5 separate regions of the Mus musculus genome follow, and regions 1, 2, 3 and 4 are each linked to region 5. Evidence: chromatin contacts called from public HiCAR-type and promoter capture Hi-C data. All regions are on one chromosome and are shown on one strand. The core of a region is the stretch at or near the end of the contact, and the rest is flanking DNA. Distances in the headings are between cores, read along the strand shown. Region 1 holds the start of Hint1 (histidine triad nucleotide binding protein 1). Region 2 holds the start of Rapgef6 (Rap guanine nucleotide exchange factor (GEF) 6). Region 3 holds the start of Cdc42se2 (CDC42 small effector 2). Region 4 holds the start of Fnip1 (folliculin interacting protein 1). Region 5 holds the start of Cdkl3 (cyclin-dependent kinase-like 3).

Region 1 (2,700 bases), core at 104-2,603, 2.9 Mb after region 5:
TCCATGGGTGACTGAAGACATCCTGCTAGGCCAAAGGCATCTGACTTCCCTGGAGCTGGAGTTACAGGCAGTTGTGATGTTTGTGCTGGCCTCTGTGAGAACAGTTTGTGTTCTTGATCGCTGAACCATCTCTCTAAGTCCCCAAGGTTTCTTCCTATGGCCACTTGGAGATTGTCAGATAAGAGGGCCAGGAACAAAATCTAATGAGGTATGGAAATGGAGGCTTAGCGTGCAGGAAAAAAAAAAAAAAAAACCAACATCCAGAGGGCAAGGGTGTGAGATGTTGAAAGAAGACAAGGGTAACAACTGTAGCAACCAGGCCAACAGATCTATATGACAACTGCGATTGTCTAGAGAACGCTGATTGGAGGTCCTGCCTAATCCCGACAAGGAGGAAATGACCCAAAGGACCAATGATGACAAAGTGCACACCATATGTAGAAAACACTTTTTAGGAGGAGCAAAGGGATAGAGAGGAGGAAGGGTGGAGGTGGGGCCAAGGAAGACTTTTTGTTTCTTCCAGGTGGAGCATCTTACCTGAAGCTGATTCCTGCCGGGGAAAATGGCCCAAGAGGCTTACAAACAACTGCCACCTAAGGTCTCATCTCTGCAGTCTTGGACTTAATTGATGCAGAGTGTGGCCAGAGATGTTTAAAGAGCTCCCAAGTGGTTTTTAGTGTGTAGTTATGACTGAGAATTGCTGCCACACACAGCAAGAAACAAACAAACAAAAAAACCCCACCTGATGTAAGACTTCACCTGGCTCTTAGCTAAGGCCTCAAACAGCTGAGGGTTTAAACGATCACGGTCAAGAGCACTTGTTCCTCTTGCAGAAAGGACCAGGCTTCAGTTCCCTCCACCCACATGGCTCACAACTGTAACTCCAGTTCCAGGGGATCCAAAGCATTAGATGTGATTCACTCTTACACATGCTTGCAAAATACTCATCTACATATAAAATAAAAATCTTTTTTAAAAAATTAAAAAAGGGAAGGCTAAGGTATCACACCCAGTAAATGTGATCAGAACAACTTGAAATAGAAACCAGACTGTTCTGGAGCAGGGTCTCGGGTAGCCCAGGCTGGCCTCAAACAATGTGGAGAAGGATGAACTAAACTCTTCCATCCTCCTGTCTTCATTTCTCAAACTCTGGGATTACAGGCGTGCAGCACCAAGCCGGGCTCGTGAGAGGAAGGGATCAAACCTAGAACTCCGTACGCGCTTGGAAAGCACTGTACCAAGCCGAGCCTCCTCCCAGAACTGGCAAATCAAAATTTCCTATAGAGGTGCAGAGGCAAAGAAAGGGCGTTTCCTCCGCCCATTTCGTTCCCTCGCTCGCCGCACGCCGGCGCCAGTGCGCACGCGCAGGCCCACCGGGCGCGAGCCGGCAGTCTCCGCGCGCTCCCGCGGTTCCTCTCCCCACTGTGGCCGCGGCGCGGGAAGGACAGTGAGCGGCCGCGATGGCTGACGAGATTGCCAAGGCTCAAGTGGCCCAGCCCGGCGGCGACACGATCTTCGGCAAGATCATCCGCAAAGAAATCCCCGCCAAGATCATCTTCGAGGACGACCGGGTAGGCTTGCCGCTTGCCCGGCGACACGCCGGCGTTCCCTGAGGAGCCGCGGGCCTGAGGCGACGCGCGGCCCGGCTGGCCTGGCCCTGCGCCCGCGTGGCCCTGCGGCGCGTGCCTGCGCTCGGGTTACGCGTTATCGGCCGCTCGGCCCGCCGCGTGTCGCGGCCCTGGTGAGGTGATGCGGGCGGAGGCCCCGGGAGGTGACGCCCGCCCGGGCCCCCTGTAAAGTGCAGACCCGTGGGGTGACGCCCACCGGGGCCCGCGGCCGCCACCCACCACGCGGGTGTCAATCTGGCCTTCGGGAAACCGGATCCTGCCCCCGGCGCAATCTCCGCGATCTCCCGCGCGCAGCGGTCCCCGCACTGCGAGGTGACCGGGGATTCGAGATCCTTATGCTCCCTGTCCCCTGCTCCGGCTGCAGACGTTGCCTCTGGGGACTGGAATTAGCCCTTCAAGCTTTTTAAAAAAATACTGCTTTAGGGTGTTTTGTTTGTTTTATTTTAATAGATCGGCTTCACTACTCTAGGCAGGCCATGAACTTGCTGACTAACTAACTGGGGCGGACCTTGAACCCTTGATCCCCCGCCTCCACCACCCATATGCTAAGGATTGCAGGCAGCCCACACCCTGCTGATCGGAGAAAACATTTATGGTGCAAGATCCAAAGTTGTATTTTTTCCCCTCCTTGATAGATGAAATCTCAGTCGATAGTGAAGACCAATTTTGTAAATTATTCCCTAGACAGTTCTGTTTATGGCTTTCAGTCTCACATAAAGCAGGGTGGGAGCTTGGCCCATTGACCAAAAGGTTTTATACGGGTTTGTTCAGTTCACTTTAAGAAACATGCAATATGAGAAAGCATTAATGCTACTGGTAATGTTCACATAGACTTGAAATAGTACTCCAAATTTCATTGGGTTCTTGAGGTGAGTTTTATTTAAATTGCCTGTATTTGTCACTAGTCTTAGAAAAAGGCCCATTTCATTTACAAAGTTTGCAAGTCTTTTAGTGTGTTCTGTAATCCCAGTCCCACCATCCATAAGACTGGCCAGCCTGTATTATGGAATAAGACCCTAACTCAAAAACAAAGCAAAACAGAACACTTGCAAAGAAAGAAAGAAAAAGCTTT
Region 2 (2,700 bases), core at 127-2,626, 2.5 Mb after region 5:
TGAAAGAAAAAACACTCTCCTATAAGATGTTTCCATGAGCACAGAGGTACATGCCACACACAATAGAAACATTAAAAAAAAAAAAACCTAAACAATAGGCTGCAGAGATGTCTCTGTGGTTTATGAGCAAGCAGTGCCCTCGGAGAGGGCCTGAGTTAAGTTCCCAGCACTCATGTCCATTGATTGACAGCTCCTGTTACTTCTGGCTCAATCTGGGGGCCAAAATAAACCTAGGGTTACTTTTATCATAACAGGAATAATAACAATCAGTTTTTGCAGCTTTTCTTGTTCCAAAGGACAAGTAACAAAACTGAAGCTGTCTTTATTTTGTTAGAGACTAGAATGTAAAATTCAATACAAAACGGAGTGGAGAGGTTTGCTCTGAGCACTGCTTAGGTTAAAGCAGCCCCCACCCACTCACTCTCACTGCCCAGATTTTAGTCAAGGTTGTTAGATTAGGATGGAGGCAAGTGGAAATAAAAGGGCAGATCTACCTCCACAGAAGTTCTGTCCTTTAATCAGAACAAGTGACACCAGTTTCTCCACGGGAGTGGAAGCTGCACAGGTGGTGCAGAGGGCCTGAAGTTCTATAGGACGGGAAAAAACCTCTGGGATATAAGATTTCACCTGCGGGTCGGTTCCCCTACAGTCTCAAAGTGCTAAATAAATACCAAGTTGGCATGCTGATCTTCTCAGAAGGCAAGGATTCTGACAGCCCACAGGTGTTATCTGTCAACTTTCGAATCAGGAGTTCCTTAGTCCACCTGAGGCTTTTTGGTCATTAAACCCTTTAAAGGAAAATCCTAAAATTCTGCACACAGAAGCCAAGACAATCTGGTGCACGCTAGACCAGCAGGCTACTCTGAACTATAGCTCTAGTCTTCAAAACGCTTTTTTCTTTCTCTCTTTTTTTTTCTTCTTCTTTTTTTTTTTTTTTTTGAGGCAGCTTTCACTATCGATTTCGTGGTTTGTTTTTGTTTTTTAAAGTCGCGTAGAATACGCCACAAGGTTGCGGTGGGCTAGGTGCGCGAGTACTGCCCCGAGATCCGTGGCTTGCGGAGCGGTGCGTGGGCTTCCCCGCTTGCTGAATGGCAGCCTCGATTTCCGCGGGGCCATAAGAGCCCCGCGGTTTCCGGACTCGAGCGCTAAACCAAAGCATCTTACCCACAGCTCTACCCGATAGTCTATTTTTGGCGACGCCCTCGTAGCATTTCCGGAACCTCAACCGGAAGCTGGGTATGCGGAAACTACAATCCTGTAACCGAGGCGGAGTCTCGCGAAGAAAAGCCAAGCCGCTCATTCTCCGCCCCCTCCACGCCCATCTCTCTACGTCACGGCCAGGCGGGCGTTAGTGTGCGCGTCGTGCGCATGCGCATGCGTTCTCGGCCAGTCTCGCCCCCGCGCAGGCGTCTTTCTGGCCAGTCGCGCGTGGGCTGAGGCCCTGGGCGGGCGTTGCGAAGACTTGTTTGCTTGAGTTTGGACCCTGCGACAGTTCTCATTTCCCTCCCGGTGGGGCTGGCGTACACCCGGAGCTGGAGAATGGGCAGCTAGACGCAGGCTAGGGAGCCTGTGGCTGCGGACATGAACTCGCCCGTGGACCCCGGCGCTCGGCAGGCACTGAGGAAGAAGCCGCCCGAGCGGACTCCTGAGGTAAGGCCGGGCACTGGCGAGCACTGCTCGGCCCCGACCTGGCCGTAGCCGCGCAGGGTGATGAGCACCTTTCCTGCCGCTTCCTGCCGGGGACTTCCTTGTACTTGTGATAAGAAAGCACCGTTACTGTTGACTGGCTTCTGAGTTTGTGTGTGCTCAGGTGGGCTGAAAAACAAGCTGGGAATAATGATGTGTAAGAGACAGTTCATACCATAGCCAGTGTGTGCTGTGCGTTCATCTCAGATACTGCACAATTGCCCCCAGAAGACAGGTTTCCAATGTCCGTATCAGACTCTGCGTCAGCCAGATAGTAGTAAGTCCCGTGGCGGGTGATGCGTGTCGAGTGGTTCCCTGGTGCTTTTTCAAACTTTCCGTGGGAAGTTTAAGATTATTTGTTAAGTTTTCTTGGTTTGAAGACGTTTCTATAATCTTAGTGGCTATGTGTATTATACCAAAATTAAAAAAAAAAAAAAGGAAAACCCAACAGCAATGTAAATGCAATGAGTCGTCTTGTTTGAAGTTGCAGTAACTGAAATGAAATGTTTTAATTTTTAGTCACGGGAGTTTCATACTTAGAGTTCTTTGCATAGAAAGTCTCAAACTTTGGGTAACACTCTGGGACATGACTTTGTTACAGCCATTATTGAAGTTGTGATGTGTCCAGCTTGCTTCCTGAAACCTTGATCTTTGCATAGTAACAAGGCACCTGCCCACCCCTTTCCAGGGGCTACTTTTTCCTACTTATAATTTATGAATCAGCTTTTCTGTGGTGATTACCATTGTAATGTGCATTTTAAGTTTTATTTACGAACATTATTTAGGTAATGAAGGAAAACCTTGTTTCTCTTCAGGTACCGAATTACTTAGTTTGAAATTGAGTCTTTTTAAGTAGAGGACGTTTTCTCAACTGTTGGGGAACTTATGCTTGGTCATGTGTGCTGTGTTGAGGACTTTTATCTTGTGTTACTGGAATAGCAACATTGTTGAAGGGAATATTAACTGCTTGGATTCATTGGCTGTATTTTTGAATGAGTGTAGAATTTAGGTTAC
Region 3 (2,700 bases), core at 156-2,655, 2.8 Mb after region 5:
AAACTGTGATGTTTAACCACCAAGGCGACATTAGATCCCCTCCCCTAAAGTTCAGAGCTCTCTCTCCCTGGCTCATAGAGATCCAAGACTGACCATGCCACAGTCCCTCCAAAGCCCACACACATCTTTACTCCTACTACATAGAAAGCTAGACCTCAAAATGCACCCCAAACATCTTTCTCAATTATTTTCAAAGAAAAGGAGAAATCAGGCCTGCTGAGAAACAGAAATCTGTAAGCCAACTTCTCTCAAAAATTTCACATCTCAAAGGTACTATCTGCTATGCTGGCTGGCAATAATGACCAACTAATTATTAATAGTTTACATGGGGATGGGGGACAGAAACTTGCTAGGCATTCTTTCCAATAGTCCTTTATCTGAGTCAAGAAGCTATGTGCCTCATCTTACTAGTAGGAACAGTTCTGTGTGGTGTTTTAAGATTCATTCATTATATCAATATTTTACTAAGCAAGGGTCCTTTAAGAGCATTTAATTTTCTTTCTTTCTTTCTTCCCCCCCCCCCCTCTTTTTGTGGCGGGTGGGAGTACTGGGGAACTGAACTACTCTGGGCCGCCTCCTACATGCAAGGCAAGTTCCCTACCACTGAGCTGTACTCCCAGGCCCAGAACGTCTCAGTGCTGCGCTCTGCACATCACTACCAAACTCCTCCAGGAAAGCTCGGCAGTAGCAATCACTGCCGCTAAAACGGAATTCCCAGGGTTGCCTGAAATCAGCCGGCACCGGGCTGCTCCTCAGCTCGAAATGCGGACGTCAGCGAGCCGCTACCTACCACACCCGTTAGTAATGCTCACCACCGTGGCCGCGAGCTCCCGGTGCAACAACCTGTAAGAGTCGCCGCAGCGACTGCGAGGCAGTGGCCCGGCTTCCTCTCTCGGGGTCCCAGGCAGGCCGGGCGGGAGTCGGGGTTCGGGAGCCCAGCCGCTCCGCGCCGGTCCAGACTGGCGGGGCTGCGGACTGGGGGAGGGGTCCGTAGCGCCTCCCCCATCGGGAAGGTGCAGGCTACGGTGAAAGCTGGCCTCACGGAGAATGAAGAGAACCATACGCCGGTCCTCGCGTGAGGACCTCGCCCAGACTGGAAAATGGAGCCGCCGCAGCCTCAGTCAGTCCGCAGCCCCAGTCTGCTGCCCCAGTCCGCAGCGCGGAGAGGCCCGGGCCGCGCTCGCCCTCAACCTTCCGAGTGGCGACCCTACACTTGGCGCCTCGGGCGGCGGGGCCAACGTGGGGCCCTCTCCCTCACTCACCGTCGCCTTTGTCTCCGCCGCCTGCTCCAGCCGCGCGGCTCCGAGCGCCGGCTCCGAAGCTTCCAGGATCTCCACACACCAAGCAGCTGCGCTCCCCGCTTCGGGCTCCGCCCTCCCGCCTAGGCTCTGGCGCGCAGAGGCGGAGCCACAAGCGGTGTGTGCGGCTGCGCGGCTACGCCCCCACTACAAGGACACGCCCTGTCCCCCCCCAGTAGGCGGGCTGGTAGCTGTGAGGCCCCGCCCAGTGAGGGAGTGGCGAGACCTAGGGGATGCTAGGCGCGCAAAGAGTGACCGCTGGGTGGGCTACGGGGAAGATGGATGCCGCTGCCTCGCGCCACAGCACCTTCCTGTCCGGATCCAGCCGTAGACGTGCCCGGGCGAGCAAGGCGCTGCTAGGCAGAGCTGGCCAGCACCAGATGTCTCTCACGCTCAGATCACGTTACTTTCAAGGAATCAGAATCACTGACTCATTGGAGAGTCAAGAATATCTACCTGGCATTTGAAAAGTTCGTCTCTGTGACTTCTTGTGGGATCGTTTTTTTTTTTGGTTTTTTTTTTTTTTTTTTTTTTTTGGTTTTGCTTTGACGTTGTTTGAGGGAGGGCCTTTTTGTAGCCCCAGAGTGGCCTCAAACTCACTATATAGGTAAGGATGGCCTGGATCTTGTGATCCTCCTGCCTCCGTCTCCCAAGCGCTGGGATTACTAGTGTATGTCACAAGCTTAAGGACTTTTGGAGTAGAACCCTGGCTGACCTGGAACTCACAGCAGTCCTCCTGCCTCAGCCACCACATTTTATGACTACATTAACTTTACACTTTAGGCACCCAGAAGCAAGAAACAAATGGACGCCTTCCCACTGAAATCTAGCCACACATACTCAGACAGGGAGCTGCATGACCATCACTATTGATAGGAAATTTCTAGCTTGTTCAGTGACAAAACTGGAGTACTCCTTGGTTCCTCTTATTCTCAATTTCACATCCATTCTGTCCATAAGGGTAATTGGCGTGGTTCTACATTCAAACAAAAAGAAAATCAGACTGTTCATCTACATTGTTTCTGTCATCCGTGGTCCCAGTCACACTTCAGTGGCTTTCTTAAATGACCTCCCTGACCACCATCAACAAACTGTGTTGTCAAAACAAGAGGGAGAATATCCTCCCGCAAGGAGAGTCAGCTCATGTCTCATCCGATCAAAATCCACCAGTGTTCCCGTTACTGTAGAAGATAACATCTTTACAATGGCTGACAAAGCCTCTGAGATTTTTTTTTTTCCCTATAGGTCTCAGAATTCATCTCCAGTCTCACTGGTGCTTGCAATGTCCAGTCTATACTCAGGGACTAGGACATTCTCTAATGTCTGCCTTCTCCCCTCAACTCCACTCAGATCTTCTTTAACAATGATGCGTAGCCTAAACCCACTTCTTTACATTGCTACA
Region 4 (2,700 bases), core at 159-2,658, 2.4 Mb after region 5:
CAAGAAGACCTGCATTCCATTCCCAGAATCTACTTCAAGGATGGGCAAAGGAATGCAAGGTTGTGATTCTTGTGCTGTCAAAGAAGATGAAGCAGAAAGGTCATCCTACACTACTTGGTGAGCTCCAGGCCAGCAAGAGACCCTGTCTCAATAAATATAAAAAAGTCTTGTAACATGAGACTTTGTAACATGTTGTAACAGCTCAACATGCTGACCAGTGATAAATTATTAACGATATAAAAATATCCTGCTAATTTTTCTTTTATTCTTTTGTTTTGTTTTCTTGTTTTGTTTTTTCGAGACAGGATCTTTCTGTGTAGCCCTGGCTGTCCTGGAACTCACTCTGTAGACCAGGCTGACCTTGAACTCAGAAATCTGCCTGCCTCTGCCTCCCAAGTACTGGGATTAAAGACGTGTGCCACCACTGCCCGGCATTTTTTCTTTTTCCCATGTAAATAAGGGCTACTTATTTATTTTTTTTCAACTGCAGATCAGCTGACAACTTCTTAAAGATTTGGTTCCTATGTCTAGCTAAGTGAAATTCTCAAGCGTCTTTGTCTACCCTTGCAAACATACACCAGTATTTCCCCACATTCATCCACATTTCTCAGAGAACTTCATTCCACTGTACGAAATCCCTCATCCTGGTAAACGGATGACGAATTTGATCTGAACACTGATGGTTTGATAAGACTGGAAGGATGTTCGTGAGCTGTATTTTCCGTTTTGAGAGCAGTCTTGCCATTTGGTAACAATGTTACAGTTCCTCCTTTCCTCATACCCAGATATTAAAGATATACAGCTTTGTTTCATGGAAGTTCTGATTGTCTCTCTTAGACATTTTGCTAAACTTCTTGTTTGGTGATGAGGATCAAACCCAGGGCCTCTAACTACTGAGCTCTTTAACCGCAGTCTTTCAAATTCTAAATACTTAGCATAAAGGGTTAGATATTTTTAGATAGATGTCTTTTTTTTTTTTTTTTTTTTTTTTTTTTTTTTACGGCTGCTTGCCTCTCTTGGTTTTGCTTGTGATCTTTTTGGTTACCAAGGAGATCGAGCCTGAGCCCCCAGTCGCTAGATCTTCCTAGAGACTAAGTGCGGGCGTCAATGGAAACCGCACCTCAAGTCACAGACCTAGGTCTCCTCCTAGAGCCCTAGCAGTTTGGGAGGGTCAGAGGCGGGCCTGGGTCCCAGAGGCTTTCTCTTGCCACCCAGCCGCGCGCGCCCTCGCACGCCCCGCCCCGTGAGAGGCCGCGTGACGGACCCGTGAGCCAGCCAATGGCAGGCGGCCCCGCCTCCCCACCCCCACCCCGCCCCCCGCTCAGTTTGCTGCCACGTGATACGGCTCGTCGCCAGCCAATCGCCGCGACCTCAATCTCGCGCTCCGCCCCGCGCGCCGTGGCCGTTTGAAGTGACTAATTTCTGTCATATGACTGAGGCGCCCATGGGGGTGGCGGGGTGGCGGTAGGAGCGGGGGGCCTCCTGCGAGCTCCCAGCCGAGCGACCCCAGTCTTGCGGCGGCCAGCATGGCCCCCACCCTGTTCCAGAAGCTCTTCAGCAAGCGGAGCGGATTAGGCGCGCCGGGACGAGACGCCCGCGACCCGGACTGCGCGTTCAGGTGAGGCGTCGCGGGCCCCCGAGGGGTCGCGGCCTCGGGCGGGGCGTGCGGTCCCCTGCCCTCTTCGCTAGGCTGTTTATGCCCCGCCCGCGCCACGCGCCGCGTCCCCAGCCCCAGCACGGCGGCCTCGGGAGGCTGTCGGTCCGCACGCTGCCCGGGCTGCGACCTCACCGCAGGCCTCCGGGGCCCGGCCGGGAGCTGCTGTCTCCCTGTGATCCGCAGCCCTCGGGTGGCTTTGTGCAGACTGTCGCGCGTTCGGCCAACCTGCGGAGCACTGAGGAGGCTGGAGGAGCGAGTGGGCAGGCTGGCGGTCTGTCAGGCTTCTTGGAAACTAAAATTGGAGCTGTGCAGTTCTCTTGCCGAGCGACCTTAGTGTTATCGAAGGAGAAATGCGAAACCGAAGTGGTTAGGGTTACTACTGACCAGACTCGAGGAGGACTTGCGGTAGAACTTACTGTCGAATTTTCTTTCCCTTCTTACACCTGTTACTGAAAAGGAGTTTCTTGCAAATGGAAAACGGTAGCTGTGTGTGTGTGTGTGTGTGTGTGTGTGTGTGTTTGTTTGTGATTGCATGCTTTGTTTCTTTCTGATTGCAGTACCTGTTGCTGGTACAGTAACTTTTTAGAATTGTCAGATATATAGAAGCTTAGCTCAATGGTTAAATTCAGCCGTGGAATTGTATTTGAAGAAGATATTGTTTTGTCTTCCATAATGCGCTATGGAAACTTTCGCATGTAACTAGGCCAAATGTCACATATCAGACAAACTTGGCTGTATGGCCGAGAACTCAGTTGTACAGTAATAGTAAAAGGGAAACAGTGTCAAATTTTGCAGCAAGCCCAAGTATCAGATGACTGCACTACATAAGTCTTAGAGGCTTTAATATTTTTCAAATTATCCACGCTGTCAATAATACAGATCCCATCAGGAAACAATGTGTGAGATTGAATATCAAATGGCAAGTAATTTAACTGATATTTAATGGGAGAAAAAGGTCAGTTACCGTTTTGGAAACAAGCTTAACAAAAGAATTTTCATGGCAGTGGCTTTTCTTCGTAATGGGAAGTAAATGTCTTGTGCCG
Region 5 (2,700 bases), core at 24-2,523:
CTGGGATTAAAGGCGTGAGCTACCACGCCCGGCTGTTTTTTGTTTGTTTGTTGTTTTTTAAGATTTTTTTTTTTTTTTTTTTTTTTTACAAATACACTGTAGCTGTCTTCAGACACACCAGAAGAGGGCATCAGATCCCATTACAGATGCTTGTGAGTAACCATGTGGTTGCTGGGAACTGAATTCAGGACCTCTGGAGTAGTAGTCAGTAATCCTAACCGCTGAGCCATCTCTCCAGCCCTAAACTGTTTTTTGTTTTTGTTTTTAAAAAAGCAAACTAGTTTCTTTTTTACACTACTCAGCACACTCGTTGTGCACATTCATTTGTGTGTATAGGTCACAAGACAACTTGGAGGAGTTGGTTCATTTTCCACCACGTAGGTCCAAGAAATTGAACTCTACACTTTGGGCTTCGTAGCCTTTTCCTACTGAGCCATCTCGATGACCTACTTTTGCTATTACAGTTAAATCAAGATCTGTAAAAATGGAGCCCTTTTAAAAGCTCTGCGGGCTATTTAAAAGTACATCCCTAGGCGTCCTTGTACTTACTCAGCCTGTGGCAGAGTCCGGTGAATTATTTTGTTTTCCTAAAAAGTTTTGCGTTTCACACGTCATGAGAAAACTTTAAAAGTACTGCTAGGGCTGGATATGATGGCACTCAGCACAGCACTCTAAGCAGGCAGATAATCTTGGGAGTTTGAGGCCAGCCTGGAAGTATACATTGTGAGTCCCAGGCTACCCGGAGCTATATAGTAGCCCTTGTCTCAAAACAAAAAGGGATCACTAGTAGGTAGAAAGCAGTAGTAATTGGGAAACTGAAAATGTGTACAGAAATGGTGTTAGAAATAAGTCAGAGGAGTAGTGAACGCTGAGTATGTGGCTTACTACCGAGCTAAGCCCTCTATCCAAAAACGATCTTGTCCCCGGTTTAAGGATTATGTCGACTTTGAGGTCGAAATCGGTTGCATGGAATAGTAACGAAGCACTGGCAAACTGTAGCCCCATAAGTGTTCCGTAGATCCAATTATCTCCGTCAACCTCCTAGAACCGGGCACAAGTAAGGGACCAGTAACCACCCAGGTGACAAAACGCTCTCTTGCCGGGCGAAAGCCTCCAGGCGTTCATTCTGCTATAAAATGCCCCGCTCTCCCTCATCCCCACCCCCCACCCCCACCCCCACCTGCAAGCACGCGGGCCTCCTACGTCCCTCCCCCTTCCCCTTGGGTCTATCTTCCGCTTCGTGTCACTTTCCCTTCCGGGTCAGGACCTCAGCAATTTCCAGTCTTGCGTACTGTGCTCGGAACGCGGCAGTGCCCCGCCCTCACCCCGTTGCCAGGGCGTCCGGCTGCCCCGAGCCGGCAAGGTCGGCCAGGAGAGGAGGTGTGGTGTCCCGGGCCGGCTGGGACTTGCACGCAGCCGGGCCGGCGGGACTACAGGATGGGCTGAGGCGGCGGTGGTTCTCAGGACGAGGTCGACAGCGCGGCGAGACGGGCCACTCGGGTTGGGGCTGCACAGACTGCGTGTTTGAGGAGAGGGCAGGACGTATGGGTGACTAGTGCTGAGGTGGGAGTCCCCACGCTTGGTGGACCGTGGCTCCTAACAAGGGACCCGCAGTGTTGTTAGCGGGACTTTTTAGTTTGGCTTCCATTGTTCCTGAAAGGGGACCTCAAATTGTAAATCCCGTATTCTAAAAGGATGCCTGAGTTAAACGCATATCAGACCTCTTTTATTTCTCAATCCCGGTCTACACAAAATGCTAGATTAATGAAGGACATCCTGCGTTCTGGTGAAAGTTGGAGCTTCTTAGACAATTTAAGAGTTCCCTCGAGCAGGCTCTGCTGTAGCCGGCACTCCTAGTTTTTGTTCTTATATCCGAAAGTAGGGGATTATCTCTAAGCATTATAGAGCTTGTATAATTGAAAGTGTGAACGTTTAACGTTTTCTTTCTTTATTTCTGTGAAGTAGAAGCCAGGCTTGAAAATGGAGATGTATGAAACCCTTGGAAAAGTGGGAGAGGGAAGTTATGGAACGGTCATGAAATGCAAACATAAGGACACTGGGCGAATAGTGGCCATTAAGATTTTCTATGAGAAACCAGAAAAATCTGTCAACAAAATTGCAACGAGAGAAATAAAGTTTCTAAAGGTTTGCTTCTTTTGCCTTTTATTATATATATTTTTTCTTGTTTTCCCATTGGGACCTATCTTGCTATGCAGCCCAGGCTGTCTTGAAATGCTTTATTTTTTTCCAGGGCTAAGATTTACAGGCCTACATTGAAACACCCATCTTCTTTTTCCTTGATTATTTAAGTCAAAAGAGAAATTGTTATGGGATAAAAATAAAATATATGAAAGAATGTTTCCATTAACAGATAAACTAAGACCTGTCATAGAGAAACCCTCATTGTCTACAATCTGTACTTTTTTATTGATATAAGATTGTGTGCTTGTGTATAACAATTATGCTAGTATTGTAAAATCATTCAAAACTATTCAAGTATAATACTTAGTAAGGATGTCTGCTTTGTACAAGGGATTGTGGAAAACGATGAGAGTAGGAAGAAGGAAAAAAAATTTTTTTTGCCAGGTATTGGGGTGCAAACCTTTAATTCCAGTACTGGAGAGTCAGAGACAGGTAGATCTCTGAGATTAAGGCCAGCTTGGTCTGCAGAGTGAGTTCTAGGACAGCCAAGGCTGTTAA

The links. Promoter capture Hi-C pulls out the DNA fragments that hold promoters and counts their contacts. HiCAR-type assays count read pairs that join an accessible place to other places.
Region 1: a promoter capture Hi-C map of liver shows a contact between it and region 5, with 4 times the contacts expected there. The contact joins the promoter of Hint1 here to the promoter of Cdkl3 in region 5. A contact is called at or near these places in 2 of 39 promoter capture datasets (liver and pre-B cells).
Region 2: a contact with region 5 is called in a HiCAR-type map of astrocytes, with 4 times the contacts expected there. The contact joins the promoter of Rapgef6 here to the promoter of Cdkl3 in region 5.
Region 3: a promoter capture Hi-C map of pre-B cells shows a contact between it and region 5, with 4 times the contacts expected there. The contact joins the promoter of Cdc42se2 here to the promoter of Cdkl3 in region 5. A contact is called at or near these places in 4 of 39 promoter capture datasets (cranial neural crest, liver and pre-B cells).
Region 4: a promoter capture Hi-C map of liver shows a contact between it and region 5, with 2.3 times the contacts expected there. The contact joins the promoter of Fnip1 here to the promoter of Cdkl3 in region 5. A contact is called at or near these places in 1 of 39 promoter capture datasets (liver) and 1 of 484 Hi-C or Micro-C datasets (B cells).

Annotation. Positions count from the first base shown.
Region 1 is chr11:54,865,030-54,867,729 of GRCm38.p6, forward strand. It overlaps Hint1 (histidine triad nucleotide binding protein 1), which reads left to right and starts at 1,354. Exons shown (of 3, transcript NM_008248.3): 1 at 1,354-1,571. The coding sequence starts at 1,461.
Region 2 is chr11:54,521,469-54,524,168 of GRCm38.p6, forward strand. Rapgef6 (Rap guanine nucleotide exchange factor (GEF) 6) reads left to right here and starts at 1,377. Exons shown (of 29, transcript NM_001252494.1): 1 at 1,377-1,650. The coding sequence starts at 1,582.
Region 3 is chr11:54,786,298-54,788,997 of GRCm38.p6, forward strand. Cdc42se2 (CDC42 small effector 2) reads right to left here and starts at 1,406. Exons shown (of 6, transcript NM_178626.3): 1 at 1,263-1,406.
Region 4 is chr11:54,436,771-54,439,470 of GRCm38.p6, forward strand. It overlaps Fnip1 (folliculin interacting protein 1), which reads left to right and starts at 1,409. Exons shown (of 18, transcript NM_173753.4): 1 at 1,409-1,618. The coding sequence starts at 1,527. It overlaps LOC115487771 (a long non-coding RNA gene), which reads left to right and starts at 1,625. Exons shown (of 2, transcript XR_003949675.1): 1 at 1,625-2,137.
Region 5 is chr11:52,002,948-52,005,647 of GRCm38.p6, forward strand. Cdkl3 (cyclin-dependent kinase-like 3) reads left to right here and starts at 1,274. Exons shown (of 14, transcript NM_001166654.1): 1 at 1,274-1,563; 2 at 1,966-2,145. The coding sequence starts at 1,981. It also overlaps a transcript of Ube2b not described here.